Regions from separate parts of the Mus musculus genome. Here region 1 is linked to region 2. Evidence: chromatin contacts called from public Hi-C data. All regions are on one chromosome and are shown on one strand. Each heading gives the region's core, a stretch centred on a gene start, on an enhancer-like site or on the middle of the called end of the contact. The rest is flanking DNA. Distances are from core to core; before and after follow the strand shown. Region 1 overlaps Cacna1c (calcium channel, voltage-dependent, L type, alpha 1C subunit). Region 2 overlaps Cacna1c (calcium channel, voltage-dependent, L type, alpha 1C subunit).

What was found. Hi-C and Micro-C count contacts between places; a contact is called where the count stands out from the background.
Region 1: a contact with region 2 is called in a Hi-C map of the N1E-115 cell line, with 2.8 times the contacts expected there. The contact joins two enhancer-like sites. A contact is called at or near these places in 6 of 484 Hi-C or Micro-C datasets (the HL-1 cell line, the N1E-115 cell line, Sertoli cells and 3 more).

What each region holds. Positions count from the first base shown.
Region 1 is chr6:119,016,983-119,020,642 of GRCm38.p6, forward strand. All of the region lies in intron 3 of Cacna1c (calcium channel, voltage-dependent, L type, alpha 1C subunit), which reads right to left. Among named protein-coding and RNA genes, the nearest start is that of Gm50599, 4.1 kb to the left of the region's middle. Within about 2 kb of position 2,234, at least 14 of the 459 cell types and tissues checked have an H3K27ac peak or open chromatin away from gene starts, as enhancers often do. A contact at or near this core is called in the N1E-115 cell line, where this site is marked.
Region 2 is chr6:118,930,813-118,934,638 of GRCm38.p6, forward strand. All of the region lies in intron 3 of Cacna1c (calcium channel, voltage-dependent, L type, alpha 1C subunit), which reads right to left. Among named protein-coding and RNA genes, the nearest start is that of 4931430N09Rik, 53 kb to the left of the region's middle. Within about 2 kb of position 1,924, at least 8 of the 459 cell types and tissues checked have an H3K27ac peak or open chromatin away from gene starts, as enhancers often do. A contact at or near this core is called in the N1E-115 cell line, where this site is marked.

The DNA of each region.
Region 1 (3,660 bases), core at 984-3,483, 86 kb after region 2:
TCCACCGTGTCCTCCCTCCAGACAAGGTTCACTAGTGCGAGTCTATTCTGATTTTCTCCCCTCTTGTCAGGCTGTGCATAATTATCTTTAAGTCTTTTATTTGTGTCACATCCCTTCTCTGTGGCACTGATAAGCATGCTTCCCTGATCCTGTCACTGTCCCAATTATTGCCAGAGAGGAACAGCTATCTTTACAAGGTTGGAGTTTTTCTAATGAAATAAAATAAAATAAAATAAAATAAAATAAAATAAAATGGGAGGGTTTGAGTCTCTTCTTGGAGTCTTAAGCCAATTCTCTGCTTTCTCTCCAGATATTTCTTTTACCCTTTAGGTTAAACTGGTGGAATATCTGAACATTCATTTTTAATAATTGTATTCTGAGCTCTTAAGAAGAAAAAATAAACATAAAATCGTTAGTGTTACTGTCATCAATACTAATATTAATTTTTACAGCTAAGATAATCCGGTCTTGATTCATTGCAACCATATGGTTCTTATTGGACAAGCACATTACTACTTAATTAGAGGACCAAGCGCTCCCGGTGACAAGACTCTGGAAATGCTCATCAGAGCTAACATTACATGAGACAGGACCTCTGGCTCACAGCTAGAAGAGCTGAAATCACCGCAACACTAAGCCTGGGTGGAGGCAAGCATCCCTTTGGCTATTCTACGAGCTCCCATGTGGAGACAGACAGCACATTTACTTTTCCATGCTGAAGTCTGTCCCACATCTGCTTCAGATCCGCACTATTACAGTGATCCACATGCTATCAGTTAGGGCGCTGCTAAACACTAGCAAATGACGCCGGCATTTACATGTTACAACACAACAATAGCTCTTTTCTTGCGTGCAAGTAAAAGCATTATGGCCGCCTGCAGGTTGGGCTTGCTCACCTGAGGGCCACTGTCTTCCCAATTCCCCTACACTATGACTTTCTCCCAGGCCTATCAAGTCCACACAGAACTCCCTCTTGAAGACCCCTATCCTATGTGGTCTAAGGTTCTCACATTCCTACCTATGTCCCACTCAGAACACTGTCTTCCTTATAGCACCTAGGGAAATTTGAAGTTGTCTTACTTAGTTAGGATGTTTGCTTCACTTGTCTTTTCTCTCTTTCTTCATAGTAAATATCCACCTTCTCTATATTGCTCCCCACTGCATGTCTGGCACTTACATTCCAATGAGCATTCAAAAGACATCCACAGGGAAGTGGGGGGAAGGAGTTGAGAGGGTGAGAGAAGCCCAAGGAATTTAAATGATATTCCTGTGGTCACCTACTCAGAAAGTGACAGAAGAGGGCCCCATTGTGGGATTTCCCCACTAGAGGAGCCTGCACACTTTCTTCATTGGCCAGCCATCACTCACTCAGGCCAGACACACTAGAGAGCACATGCTTGCTCAACTGGTGTGGTATCAGCTGTGCCGTCCCATTTGATATCTGGTTGGAATGGCTACTCATGAGAACAGAGGTCCCAGGCTTGGTCTCTCCGGGCCCAGTGTTCTTGGTTCTAAAGTAAGTTCTATTCCATCAGACCCACCTCTGACTTTGGCCAGACAGAGGCAGAACTTATGACCTCATCAGGTCCTCCTACTCCAGCCAGCCTTTGGAGAAGAGGCCAACCAGTTCCTCAGACCCAGGCCAACTCACCCAGTTGAGATATGCCAGGGAAAAGCTATGTGATGTAGACTTGTCCCCCAATGCCAAGGGAACCTCCCCCTGCAAGACAGGACTATCCGAGATCCCTGTCCCTGAGCTGGAGTTAGTGTCACTCTGGCTAGAAAGAGGCAACCAAATACTCCCTGGAAGCCCCTGCATGCCTGTCAAGCTCTCCAGAGCCAGAGGGGCCTGGCAAACAGTGCCAGCTTTCTCTATGCCAGGATACCCATCTGCACCCCGGTCACCTTATCTAGCCTCCAGACCATGGACTGTGTGGGCATCCAGTCCCCCAGCTCCCTTTCTACTGGATATGGAAGGAGGGGAAGCCAAGAGCAGGCCGAGTGGAACTTGAGTCTGCGTCCATTATCCACAGCTAGTAGGCTTCTCATACGCACTTGGCACCCCTGGGGAGTAGGAGCCAGGAGTCTTCTATCTCAACCCCCTAGCTCGCCAACCAGAACATGATGTCTTTAAGTGGTGACTCATGTTTGCAGTGAGAACTGACTAATTATTTTGATCTTCCTGAAGTCACTTGCCTCATTAGTGGATACTCTCCATCCTGGGCCAAGACCCAGCACTGAGGCAGGCTTGGCTTATTTAACGGAACACAGGGCGGGGCAGCCAGGCCTGTCCTCTCTATAAGTTGTGCATCAGTTCCAAGCTTTCTCTCTAAAGTGGGTGTTTCTCCTGAGGGCTTTGTCCCCAATATGAGGAAGAAACTCCTTTCCAAAGGCCCTTTTCCTGAAGCCCTGTTTAAAAGGCTGAGACTGAGCAAAAGAACCAGCTCCAAAAATGCAAAGACTCCTGAAATGATTCAGCCTTGCACAGACAAAAGTCAGGGCAGAACCAGAGACATAACTGCCAATCACAGCTGGGCCTGGGCTTCCATTTCCTAAGCATCTACTATACCCAAACATAATGCAAAGTGCTTGAGACAAAGGGACAAGAAAGCAAGCCTCGCCGGGCGTCGTGGCACACGCCTTTAATCCCAGCACTTGGGAGGCAGAGGCAGGTGGATTTCTGAGTTCAAGGCCAGCCTGGTCTACAGAGTGAGTTCTAGGACAGCCAGGGCTATACAGAGAAAGCCTGTCTCAAAAAAAAAAAACAAAACAAAACAAAAAAAAAAAAACAAAAACAAAAAACAAAACAAACAAACAAACAAAAACCCAGAAAGCAAGCTTTAACTCTACAAAAGCCTGGATGGGAGACTTCCTGCACCCTCCCTCCCACCTGCATTCTTCTGGGTCTCTCTCCCTCTCCCTAATCCCAGGAATCCACACACATGGGGCTCCGTGAGCAAGTGTCTGTTTCCTCAGTGCCCTTCCCCCAGTATACTGAGCAGTTTGTCAAAGCCAGGAAACAGTGCCTGGATCTGTAGGGGCTCTGAAAGGGCAAATGCGAAGGCAAGGGAACAAGAGAGCAACTTGGAAGAGATCTCAGAGCACAAGGAGAGGGTGGTCCAAGCAGAGGTCTGACTCCCTCCAGAACCACCAGGTTAGCAGATGTGTGCTGTGAGTGAACTTGAACATCCTATGCCACGGGCCCATTCTCCCACTTCTTGGTATTTTCACAAAGATCTAAGAAAATGGCCATTATGGAAACAGCAGACTGTGTAGAAAGGCAGACAGAAAATACTTAGCCTCAGGCTTCCCAAGAATAAGGAGCCTACCCTACCCAGCCAGCTGCCTTGTGAAGAACAGGACCATGGTACCTATGTCAAACTAGATGGATATTAGAGATACATTTTTAAACCATGTAAGAGCTCACTTAGTCAGCTCTAAAAAAGATGACATTTATGGAAGTAAAAACACAAAAAGGTAATTCACAAGACACCACCCTGGGCCTTGCCTTCATGGAGGGAAACACTGGCTTACATGTGTGTTAGCAGCAGTTCAGAGGGACCGTGTCACTGCCCCCACAGCCCCCATGTTAGCGTGAGCTGCTACTTTCCAAGGCAGCATCCCAGCTCTTTAAGCAGCCAAAGCCTGAACTGCCACCAA
Region 2 (3,826 bases), core at 674-3,173:
TGAACTGTGTTGTTGCCTTTCTAACTTGCATTCATTCTGCAAATATGTGTGTCCATGTATATGTATATGTATATGTATATGTATATGTATATGTATATGTATATGTATATGTATATGTATATGTATATGTATTTGATTGATTTACTGTGTGCAAGCACTCTAGGTACTAGGCATAGTACCTGACAGCAGAGTTTTCCAGTAACTTGCGATGTGTTGAAACTTAAGCCATACAGAGGTGTTAGGGTTTGAAGACTCTACATGATTTCACTGAAGAGCCACATTTAGAGATTTTCACTGGTCCCTGTGGTCTTCGGTGTTCTGATTAGAGCACCTAGTTTCCACACAACCCTTGCATCATCCCTGTTCCCGCTCCTGTATACTTAAGCTAAGCTTATGCTATATTTCTTGTCTCTCCGAATAGTTCCCCAATCGGCAACAATTCTGTTGGGAGCCCCATCCTTCACAGAACTGCTCTCTGCCAAGTAAGTGTGTGCTTCCGGATGGACGCATCGACTCACCTGCCCTGGCCACAATGTCTTCTCACCACATCCCTCTCAGAATCCTAGACAGATGCCTAAGGGTTGTCCTGAGTAATCAGGAGAAGTACAGCAGGTGAGGTCTGGGTCACCATCTCTTCCCCATGCACTTGATCCAAGGTATTTACTGCACTGCTGAAGGTCTTACCAGAAGGAAAGCAGAGTGTATTACCTCTTGATTGGACTTGACCATTGCCATCATATAGGAGAATGAGACATCCAGTAGACACGGCCCATTGGCATGCCCATGAAGGAGAGGCTCACAGGCCACCAACATCCTCAGGAGCCCAACATCCTCATCTGAGGTAATCAGAGGTAAGCAGGTGCTGGAATGGGTCTCTTCAGAAATGTTGCTGCCCTGAAATTGCTCAGTAGTGCAGTTTGGCATCAAGCTACCCATGCCCCTGTAAGTAAGAACCCATTGCTAGACTTGGGTGGCATCATTTGCTATATTGGTGGCCTCAGTAGCTGGAACAAACAGGCAGGGAAAATCATGGTTCAATGGAAATCTTCAGGCCTGAGTTTCCACTCTGAGAATGTAGCCATCTGTAGCTTCCTTTGGCTCCTAAGATTCTGCTTGGCTAAGCATCCATTGGGGGTGAACCCCTCAAAGGAAGGTTTGTGATAAATGCCACCTCTGGAAACACTGGGCCCCTCCACCTACAGGGTCACTTCTCTTCTCTACACCGAGACTTCCCTGCAGCAAGTGGGCTTCCTTCTCATCTTGGCCTGATCATTAGAAAAGCAATAAACACAGTCAGAGACTGCCACCTTCTCAGAGAGTTATCCCAGGATACAGCAGTGCCGAGGCTGTCAGAGTCAGCCCCATGCTGCTCCATGGAACATGGCTTCTCATTAATACAGACAGAGGTGGCAGCACATCCTTGGTGAAAACCAGGGCTGTGTGGGGCTGTGCTGTGTGGTACTTTTTCCTCTGGGCATAATAAGATGCCATCTTGGATTTTGTCCTAGTAGTCATGGCAACTAGAGGAGAAAAATACAATTATATCCAGGTCTATAGTAATAGTGGGAACTACAGACACTCCCTGGTAGATGGAAGATGGAAAAGTCTCAAGACATGCACTTAAAATTCCAGCCTTTACCCACTCAAGCAGCGGCAAGTGGTCTGGAGAGACGCTAGTGTAATTCAGAGGTTGAAGGTTAATTGAAAGCAGGATGCTATAATTCAACTTCCATGAGGTCTTCATCTCGATGGGCTGGGACTCTGCCGTGATGTACTATTTGGGAGTCACCAGAGCTAACCCGTCACCTGTGATTTGCAAGAAAGCCCCATAAGCTCACTCTTCTCACCAAGCTAGCCTTGGTGGAATCAGACTTCGCCTGTTGCTGGTGCCCATCTGGGATGATGAGATGTTTGCTCTCACCTCCCCAGGAAAACTTGGCATGCCAGAACAGAGTGGGGGAGCTGCCTGTGGGGTGGACAGCAAGAAGGGGTGTCTGCAGAGGCAGCAAGAGAGGACCAGAGAAGGCTGAGAATGTGAAGGAGGACAAGCAGAGCAACACAATTCAGGTGGTAAGCTCACTATGGGAACGAGCCCTCCAGAAAGGTTGGCGGACAAGATCATTAGGTACGACGAGGAGTCATGGCAGAAAGACAGAAAGACAGTCAACAGACACACACAGCCTCACAGAAACCAAGGAAAGGCAAGAAAAGAAAGCCATGTGTTGCTGGGCTTTCGTTGAGCTGATGGCTGCGAGTTCACGGGACATGGATTACATACTCAGTGCACTGCAGCAACTAATTTCTAAGCAGATCAAAATAAATCAGAAAACAAAACCGCCCTGACAGCAGAGCAATGTGGAGATGTGTTAAGAGATAATTACAATCCTTTCTCCCATTTCACTACGTCTCTGCTGCCACGGGTGCCAGCGCTGAATCACAGTTGTCACTCCATCAAGAGGCCATGAACACTGGAGGAAGACTGCAGAGGGTGCCAGCCAAGCATGCCAGCATGCTGGTCTAGGGGGTCAGTCTACTGACAAGGATGTTCATCCCATCCCCAAATCTTAGAACTGCAGCCAGAAAGGGTACCTCATGCCAGCTAGGGGCCACTGTGCCAGGCAATTCTCCCCACCCCCATCTTCTGGGAATCTGTTGAGCATGGCCACTGTCACTCACTCTGCAAAGAAACTGGCTTCACGGCTTACAATAGTATATCCTAGAGTCAAATCGGTCTAGTTCTATGGGCTCCTAGTCAGGTGGCCTTGGGCAAGGTCCCAGAGTTATATAATCCTGTCTCCTTATCAAAGAGAAAATAGGCAAATATCAGTGGTGGACAGTCATCAGGAGCATTAGAATAATGTACAAACAGTATCTGTAACTGGTAGGGTTTACTGTTAGACATCATAGCTATTGTTACCCTTGCAAAGCTGAACTGAGAGGCCACCAACTTATGGATCCTTGAGACTACTGCCCAAGTGACAGATGAAGCATCCTGGGTGTCCTTGTTGAAACTTCTCAGACATGCTCCTGACTTCTGAACGGATGCCGCAGGTCCTCAGTTCATCAGGTTGGGGGGCAGCTTAGAATAGGGTCTATAGAATGATGACCCAGTGCCACGAAGAAGAAAGCTACATAGGAAGCAACTTAATACTTGGAGGTTGTTTGCTGCCTTGGTGGCCCCACCAGCATCCCATGTCTCCAGCAACCTGTGGGGATGCTTCCCCAAGACATTTCTTGAAGAAGCACAGGTCCTCAGTACCTGCCACTGAAGATCATTGAACTCTCCACCTGCTCCCTCCTGCAGATACTCCTCCTCTCCCTACCTGGAGGCTGAGAAACCAAAGGTCTTAGATGTTGAATAAATTACACTATGAAGTGGCTGCTCCGGGCTGACACTTCTCTTAGGAGATTTCCTTCTTAAGGAGTGTTCTTCCCCTGACATGATCTGTTGAGAGCAACATGGTAAACACATGTCCCTCTTCTGGTCCTGCTGGAAGAGGAAGGGATGGACAAAAGCACAGAGTCTGTCCTGAACATGGGGCCCAGCGCCTGGAGAGTGAGCAGTAAGCCACCAAGCAAGCATCTGGTTCTCACTCTGCCAGCAACCCCCACTCGCTGGCAATGCCAGTCTCTCAAGCATGCTAACGATGTCACCTGCTCTTCTTGAGTGGACTGGGACTTCCTGGTGGGGGAAGGGGAAGAACACCTGCAGATCTGCAGTTGACGACAAGAGACACCATGGCACCAGGATGAAAGGCCTTAGGAGATGAGGAGCCCTGCCTGATCCTGCAGATCCATGGCTCTCCTTAGCCCAAGGAAAGTCCAG